Linked DNA regions of Mus musculus: all the other regions are linked to region 1. A link is a contact called in public Hi-C data. All regions are on one chromosome and are shown on one strand. The core of a region is the stretch at or near the end of the contact, and the rest is flanking DNA. Distances in the headings are between cores, read along the strand shown.

Region 1 (2,623 bases), core at 60-2,559:
CCAGGAGAGAAGTAGGCTCCATTCTTTAAAATGATGATGTAATTCAAGTCCATCACAGACACTGTTAGTGCTGAGCCTCACTAGGGGAGACAGGGTGTTTTATTCATTTTATTTTTCAGTGTGTGTGTGTGTTCAGGCACATGGTGTGCATGTGTGTGCACACATGCATGCGAGGCCAGAGGATAACCTCAGACATCATTCCATAGGAGTCTGCTGCCTTGTTTTGGTTTGGTTTCGAAACAAGATCTCATTCTGTACTCTGACTGGCTTGTAGCATGCTGTGTAGATGAGGCTAGCCTTAAACTCATGAAGATCTGCCTGCCTTTGTCTCCCCGGTGCTGGGATTAAAGGTGCCACTACACTCTGCCCCAGTTCAGTTTTTCGATATCAGGTCTCTCCATGGCCCAAAGCTGACCAAATAGGAAAGCCTACCTGGCTGGCAAGCCCTGGGGTTCCTCTCGTCTCCACCTCAGCAGTTTCCATGCCACTATTCTCTGTTCCATGTGAGTCTTGAGGCCCGCATGCTCACACAGCAAAGACTTGACTGACTAAGCCATCAACCAGACAAGGCTTTGGAGAACATTGTCTCTAGTCACTGCTGACAGTGGGTACAAGCTCACCGGCACTTGCTCTATACTCGTTAGCCACTTACTACCTCACCTGAAAATGTCATGAAGGGCTGTTGCCTTTGATATCTTATAGGGAACTGATTGTCCTAATACCTCACTCGAGTGCACGCTTAACGGCAGCCATTGCTGTTATCCATAAGTTATGGGATGAACTGACCTGTTTCTCATCAGCAGGCACAGGGGTTCTAGGCTCTGTCCTCTCTGTGGTGCATGCTGTCTTCTGTCCTCTAAAGCAGGAATGTAGACACTGAGTTATGCCAGCATTCTAAATACCTCTTTTCTCCCTGCTCTCCAGCCTCTTACTAAGAAAGGGTCTGGACTGGTAGGGTGGAGCTGGAGCTGAGAGAAATGAATGTTGGGGGATGGCACATACAGTTTTAAGACTGTCAAAGGGTCATCTTGGAACAAGGTCCAGGAATGAGCCTCTCTGGCGATGGAGTAGATAATCTGCATTTATCACACACCTTCTAGAATCACTCTGTGAGCACAGAGTTTGAGCAACACGGCAGGCAGAGCCAAGAGATTTATTGGTTCACCTACCTCCCCCACCACCACCTCCCAAAAGAATGAGAAGGCTTGACTTTGAGGACAATAATGAGCTGTCCTCCTGGGGCCCCGTCTGAGGCCAGAGCAGGCCTGGCTCTGGGGTTGACCCTGTGCAGAACTTCTGTCCCAGTGACTAATGATCCAGACTAGGCCAGCCTGGCTGCGGTTTGTCTACAGGCCCCGTGACAGGGCCATCCACTCAGATAACCACAATCTTACTTTGTAGGATCAAATACTAGCTCAGGATTTATGAGTCCTAGAAACAGCGTGGCTGTGCTCAGGAGCAGGGGCGGTGTGGTGGGGAGGGTCCTTCTCCTTCCAGATCCTTGGCTCCTTACCTAGCTCCAGGCTTCGGGACAGGCCAAGAGGACAGGCTGCTGTTTGTTTGGGGCAGGAGCAGGGTCAGCAGACCAAGGAACAGCATAGCAGCTGTTTTGTGTCTCCTCTCAATTTCTTCCACTGTCAGAGGCTAAAAAATCACAGCGTAGCCCGTGGTGACGCATTTTGTCATCTTAAAATGCAGGGTGAGATTAAAAATTAAAAGTCAGCCTTGTCCCATTCTGCTATCAGGGCATGGAGAAAGTGTATGTCATTGTTATCCCCTTAACTGCTGGGATGAGTGGGGGGCTTAGGGCTGAGCTGCAGCAGGCTTGACGCTCAGCTTCCAAGCATGCATCTCTCCGACTCTTCTCCCCTTTGGACTTACTGATAAGTGATGGCTTTAAGAAACAAGGAAGCATGGGAAACTCCAACTCTAGTTCCTAGATGTTCAGGGCAGCATCCATGTCTTTCTTTCTTTCTTCCTTTCTCTTTCTTTCTTTCTTTCTTTCTTTCTTTCTTTCTTTCTTTCTTTCTTTCTTTCTTCCTTTCTCTCTTTCTCTTTCTTCCTTCCTTCCTTCCTTCCTTCCTTTCTTTCTTTCTTTCTTTCTTTCTTTCTTTCTTTCTTTCTTTCTTTCTTTCTTTTTCCTTTTGGATAGTTTCTTTATTTACATTTCAAATGCTATCCCTTTCCCCGGTTCCTCCCCACCCCCAAAATCCCCTATCCCATCCCTTCTCCCCTTGCTTCTATGAAGGTGCTCACCCACACACCTACCTACTCCTGCCTCCACGCCCTCACATTTCCTACACTGAGATATCCAGCATTCCCAGGACCAAGGGTCTCTTCCCCCATTGATGCCCGACAAGGTTATCCTCTGCTACATATATGGGAGCCATGGGTCCCTCCATGTATACTCTTCGGTTGGTGATTTAGTCCCTGGGAGCTCTGTGTGTGGGGGGGGTCGTCCGTTTGGTTGATATTGTTGTTGTTCCTATGGGGTTGCAAATTCCATCAGCGCCTTGGGTCCCTTCTCTAACTCCTCCATTGGGGATCTCGTACTCAACCAATGGTTGGCTGGAGGTGAGCATCTGCCTCTGCATTCTTTTAACTGGCTCTATAGCCAGAACCA
Region 2 (2,623 bases), core at 53-2,552, 98 kb after region 1:
TTAGATCTTGTATGTCTCAAATGACTTTAGCCTTCTCGTCACTGGTGTCTGACTGGCTTGATTATTACAGAGCAGCAATTGTTGTTACTTGGGCTTTGAAGATGTTGTTCTTTGTGCTTCTGCATCTATTGTTGGCTTTCAGAAATCTAAAGCCATCCTTTGCATCAAGCCCACAAGTGGAACTAGTATTTTCTCTCAGGAATTTGATAAGACCCTCTCTTTAGGAATCCTCCAAATGGCCAAACTGAATCCCCATGATTATTTTCAAAGATATTTGCATATTTAATGAATGATCTCAACCAAATTTTAAATGACAATTTATAGAATCAGAAAAAGAATCACTAATTTTAAAAGTAAGCCGCTTTCTCTTATGCAGTATTTGACTCAATCTAACATAAGAATCAGGGTTTTCACTGTTGTTGTTCTGTGTTTTGTTTAATTTCAGTTTATTTATAACAAGATTTTATTATACAGCCCAGGCTGGTATCACAGTCAAAACTCTTCTGCCTCCACCTCTCAAGTATAGGGATCATAAACCTGTCCCATCACACCTGACATAAGTATGACATTTTAAATTCCATTTTAAAATTCGATTTTTGAGCAAATGATGTTAAAGACAAATATAAAACAATTCACAACTGAAGGCTCATTCAAAGGTTTTTGGTTTTTTTTTTTTTTTGTTTTTTGTTTTGTTTGTTTTGTTTTTCAAGACAGGATTTTTCTGTGTAGCCCTGGCTTTCCTGGAACTCACTTTGTAGAGCAGGCTGGCCTCGAACTCAGAAATTCGCCTGCCTCTGCCTCCCAAGTGCTGGGATTAAAGGCGTGCGCCACCACCGCCCAGCTCAAAGTTTATTTCTTCTCAGGAGTTAAAATGCCCCGGGTTATTCTGTGTCCCTAAAAATAAGGTCCTAGGTTAACTCTGAACAGTGAGTGTGTTTTCATAACAGTGGGAAATCACAATCTCTTAAAAACAAACGAACACACACACACACACACACACACACACAAACAGGCCTATCAGATACTTCTCTTAGCAGAATGGTGTGCTTTCTTCCAGATGATCTTATTGTTGTCCATAAAGATAGCAGATCTGGGAGGAAAGGTTGCCCTCTTCTGGGACTCGCCATCCAGTGCACTGTGGCCCTGGCACAGAGTAACTGGTGACAGAGACTCTTTTGTGAGCTGTAACCTTGTAACGGAGCCAGAGTTGGTTGGCAGGCTATGATTTCCACGGTCCGCTAAACAGCAAGAGATGAGCCTGGCTCTGGGCCACAGATGCAGGCAGCAAGCCCTGCTCCCGTCTACTTGCTGCTGCCTTGACTTCTGATACTTAAACAATGGAAATGAAACCACCACAGTGCGGAGAGAACAATGGTGTTTTGACAAATGGAACAAAGACAGACTCTGACAGACTATTCAGGTCAGAAAAAAAATTAAGGCAAAGACTTAGGACCTTCTGCCTCCTGCCAAGAAGCCTGTGTGTGTGGGGGGGGGGGAGGCTGGCCCAGGCAAAATGGTCGAACTGGGGTCCTGGCAAGATGGTCCACCTGCTTCCTGGTGGTCTTTTGGATTCAACAGTTTTGTTAAATATTGTTTCTCTTATTAATTTTTTAACATTTATTTTATTTTTATGTTCATTGGTGATTTGCCTGTATGTGTATGAGGGTTTTAGGTCCCCTGCAATCGGAGTATCAGACAGGTGTGAGCTGTCATGTGGGTGCCAGGAATTGAACCCAGGTCCTCTGGAAGAGCAGCCAGTGCTCTTAACCACTGAGCCATCTTTCCAGCCTTAAACATTTATTTTATTGTGTCTGTGTCTAAAACTGGGTACATACTTGTTGTTGTGGGTCTGTGAGGCCAGAGGACAACTTGACCAGAGTCACTACTGTCCATAAAGGACATAAAGGTCGCACGGCTTGAACTCTTACTGCTGGGCACACTTTCCTCTGAGAACCCTTGCCAGCCCTTATTTTAGGACTTTAAACACAATCATAGTAAAATATGAATACTTGGGCCCATACAACCACAACACCTCAGAGATTTAAGAAGAAAGAGATTGTGAGACTTATGGGAAAAATGTTCTTTGTCTTTTTGGAGATGTCCTAAAATGGTTCCAATAGAGTTATGGCCAGGAAGCTGGTACAGACTAAGAAACCTCTTGCTACCCTGTCTCTTGTGAGACTATGCCGGGGCCTAGCAAACACAGAAGTGGATGCTCACAGTCACCTAATGGATGGATCACAGGGCTCCCAATGGAGGAGCTAGAGAAAGTACCCAAGGAGCTAAAGGGATCTGCAACCCTATAGGTGGAACAACATTATGAACTAACCAGTACCCCGGAGCTCTTGACTCTAGCTGCATATGTATAAAAAGATGGCCTAGTTGGCCATCACTGGAAAGAGAGGCCCATTGGACACGCAAAATTTATATGCCCCAGTACAGGGGAACCAAAAAGGCCAAAAAGGCCAAAAAGGCCAAAAAGGGGGAGTGGGTGGGTAGGGGAGTGGGGGTGGGTGGGTATGGGGGACTTTTGGTATAGCATTGGAAATGTAAATGAGCTAAATACCTAATAAAAAATTAAAAAAAAAAAAAAGAAACCTCTTGCTACCCTTTTGAGACTAGT
Region 3 (2,623 bases), core at 78-2,577, 75 kb after region 1:
AGTCAGAAAAATCCTGTCTCTCGAAAAACCAAAGAAAAGAAATAAACCCTCAAAGCAGCAGTTCCCTTTTTATCTCCAAACACAACGGCCGGCCGTCGTTTTATAGGCCAAGCAATAGCCCAAGACACCTGCTTTAATTAGAGTGTCTGGGTCTAAAGAAGACTTCTTTTGCCTGCCTTCTTTTCGCCTGTTGAACGCGATGCGGAGGGTCAGGCATTCTCTCGCCGCCAGCTCACCTGCACTTCCTGGATTTCCAGGATCTAGTCTCGGTGCTCCGCGCCTTCTTACCTGCTGTAGGGCGTCCTCAGGAGCAGGGCCTGGCTGCCTGTGCAACTGTCAGTAGGGGTGTGGCAGCCATACACCGGAGGTGGCACGGAGTACTGCTGCTCGCCTGCCAGAGAGCCAAGGGCAGCAGTGAGCGAGACTCGGGAGTGCGAGTCACTGGCAGAGGTTCTGGTGGAGGGGGGACGGGATGGAGAGCTTGCTGAGCATCAGACGGTGAGGTTTGGCTCCAGCTGCAGGACAGCGAGGCCGCCTCAACTCAAGGACTACTTCCCCACGATGAGCGGAAGGAGATTCGATCTTTTAAATAGGGTAAAACAAGCTAGTATTTCTAATGTCCCTTTAAATGTTTCTACTCGCTCTCCCAATTTGCTAGGGATTGAAAATTCGGATAGGATGCGGTACTATAGATGGAGGCATCCAGTAAAGACCCGCATCTTTCCCACTCACCCAGCGAGCCCTGCTGGCCCATGGGGTCCTCGTGTTTGAAGGAATGGTTGGGGAACTGCGCCGCGTGATGCGAGGGCGTGTGGCCATAGCTGGGCGCCCCGTCGAAAGTGACCGTGCTGTATCCTGAAGAAGCGGCAGGGAAGAAAAAAAAGAAAAAAGAAAAAAAAAAGTACAGAATCAATTAGGTTCCTGAAAAAGCAGGGGCACTAGCAGCGGGTACCCGATGTCCTAACTCTCGTCAGCAGTAGAGTCGTCCTCTGCCACCCCTGCCGCCCCCCACCCCCACCCCCACCCCTGCCTTCTAGGACTTCAGGCTCTAAGCGGGGAACCCAACGCTGTAGTGGGAACTAATCCGATCCTTTCTCCCAAATAAAATTACAAACTCCCCGCTTCCCCCAATTCCTCTGTGCCTGTCTTCCATTGCAGCCTCCAGCAAGTTGGGTGTAAAAACCGTCGCCCGCCTGGCGGAGAAACTGTCTTTCGTAAAAACAAACAACACCGTGGCTCTCGCGCTGGGGCGGCTCGGTCCAGAGGACTGGGTTTCCTCTGCTGACCCCGCTTTGACTCAGGGCTGTAAATCAAGGGCCCGCGCACCAACTTTCATTAATTACTCTGAGCCAGTTCAACGGTCTGCGCTTTAAAAGGAGAGAGTAATTACCAGGGCATGTTACCTCTCTGGTCTGCACAGCCTGACACCAAGACACTCAAGGCCTTTAGGAAAGCTTGTAGGGGGGGGGGGTGCGGGAGGAGGGAAGAAAGACCCTTCCAGTTAGGGCGAATCCTTTTGCCCCTCCCAGCCTACCTGGAGCCCAGAGGGCTCAGTTCTGCCCACAGCTGTGGTGACCAACCTTCTTGCCCCACAGGCCAGTACAATGTCCCTACCTATCCCTGTGTAGCAGTATCTCAGCCTCTGTTTTCTTGCTGAAAGCTGAGGCTGGTGACCTCCCCTATCTCTCAAATGGATGAAAATCAACAGGGAGTCTTGAAAATCTTATTCTTTCACGATATTGTTACTAAGTTTCTATAAACACATTCCCCACTTGTTTTGCCAAAGCTCAAGTTGGTGTGCAAGCCGACATCTTAAAGATCCTTCTAGGGACTTAATTGGGGTAGGGCCTCCTCCCCCACCTCTTGGTGAAGTTCAGGAGAGGGAGCCAGGCCTTTCAGGACAGAATGAGAGCTGAGTGGCTACACCTTGTCCCTTCAGTAGCCTCCCTCTGTAGCCCCAGTGGCTTCCTACTGTGCAGTCTCTAAATCCCAATAAATTCTAGCCCCCCCCCCCCAAGTAGAACAAAGTGCCCACCTGACTTGGAAATGTCTGGTTTCTTTGGAGACTCAGTTATGTCATGTGATGTTTTTACCCACCAGCTGATGGAGGTCCTTCAATCGATAAGGAGTTGCTGAGACCATTCATTCAGTACAGAGACAGCTATCTCCAATGTCAAAATACCGAGGGGACACCCACTGTCCAAACAAAAACACAAGCTTCCATCCTATCGGGGTTACTCCGGAGCAGTCGATTGTGGTGTTTTACAGTGAAGGGGAGAAATGGGGTACTATGGGAATAACCAACTTGTACCCTGGGAAGGCTGAGAACTCTGGTCAGTGACTGAGGAAGCAGCCAGCTTTTCAACCTGGGCAAGCCCTGAGTTTCTCTGTATCTGAAGTGAGGAAAGATAATGCCCTGCCCTAATACCTCTTGGGTGTGGATTAATAAGTGCATATAGCCTTTCAGAATCTTCCTTTTGAGAAACAAGGCGTGGTTCCACTTGAGGCCTACAGCTTATAAACGAAAATGGGTCCAGGCACCCACCCGGGTTTTCCCAGCAAGAATACGGAGTTTGTGAAGAGTCCTTAAACCAAAAAAAAAGGGGGGGGGAGAAATAAAGGA

What was found. Hi-C and Micro-C count contacts between places; a contact is called where the count stands out from the background.
Region 2: a contact with region 1 is called in a Hi-C map of uterus, with 3 times the contacts expected there. The contact joins two enhancer-like sites. A contact is called at or near these places in 4 of 39 promoter capture datasets (the 3T3-L1 cell line, 3T3-L1-derived adipocytes, epiblast stem cells and 1 more), 3 of 484 Hi-C or Micro-C datasets (nephron progenitors, neural progenitor cells and uterus) and 2 of 9 other capture datasets (embryonic stem cells and liver).
Region 3: a contact with region 1 is called in a Hi-C map of uterus, with 3 times the contacts expected there. The contact joins two enhancer-like sites. A contact is called at or near these places in 6 of 39 promoter capture datasets (the 3T3-L1 cell line, embryonic stem cells, hippocampal neurons and 2 more), 8 of 484 Hi-C or Micro-C datasets (embryonic stem cells, pre-pro-B cells and uterus) and 4 of 9 other capture datasets (adipose tissue, embryonic stem cells, liver and 1 more).

What each region holds. Positions count from the first base shown.
Region 1 is chr2:105,205,712-105,208,334 of GRCm38.p6, reverse strand. No RefSeq gene overlaps it. Among named protein-coding and RNA genes, the nearest start is that of Them7, 17 kb to the left of the region's middle. Within about 2 kb of position 1,309, at least 14 of the 459 cell types and tissues checked have an H3K27ac peak or open chromatin away from gene starts, as enhancers often do. A contact at or near this core is called in uterus, where this site is marked.
Region 2 is chr2:105,107,595-105,110,217 of GRCm38.p6, reverse strand. All of the region lies in intron 1 of Wt1os (Wilms tumor 1 homolog, opposite strand), which reads left to right. Among named protein-coding and RNA genes, the nearest start is that of Wt1os, 18 kb to the left of the region's middle. Within about 2 kb of position 1,302, at least 66 of the 459 cell types and tissues checked have an H3K27ac peak or open chromatin away from gene starts, as enhancers often do. A contact at or near this core is called in uterus, where this site is marked.
Region 3 is chr2:105,131,170-105,133,792 of GRCm38.p6, reverse strand. Wt1 (Wilms tumor 1 homolog) reads right to left here. Exons shown (of 10, transcript NM_144783.2): 2 at 733-855; 3 at 289-391. Among named protein-coding and RNA genes, the nearest start is that of Wt1, 6.0 kb to the right of the region's middle. Within about 2 kb of position 1,327, at least 13 of the 459 cell types and tissues checked have an H3K27ac peak or open chromatin away from gene starts, as enhancers often do. A contact at or near this core is called in uterus, where this site is marked.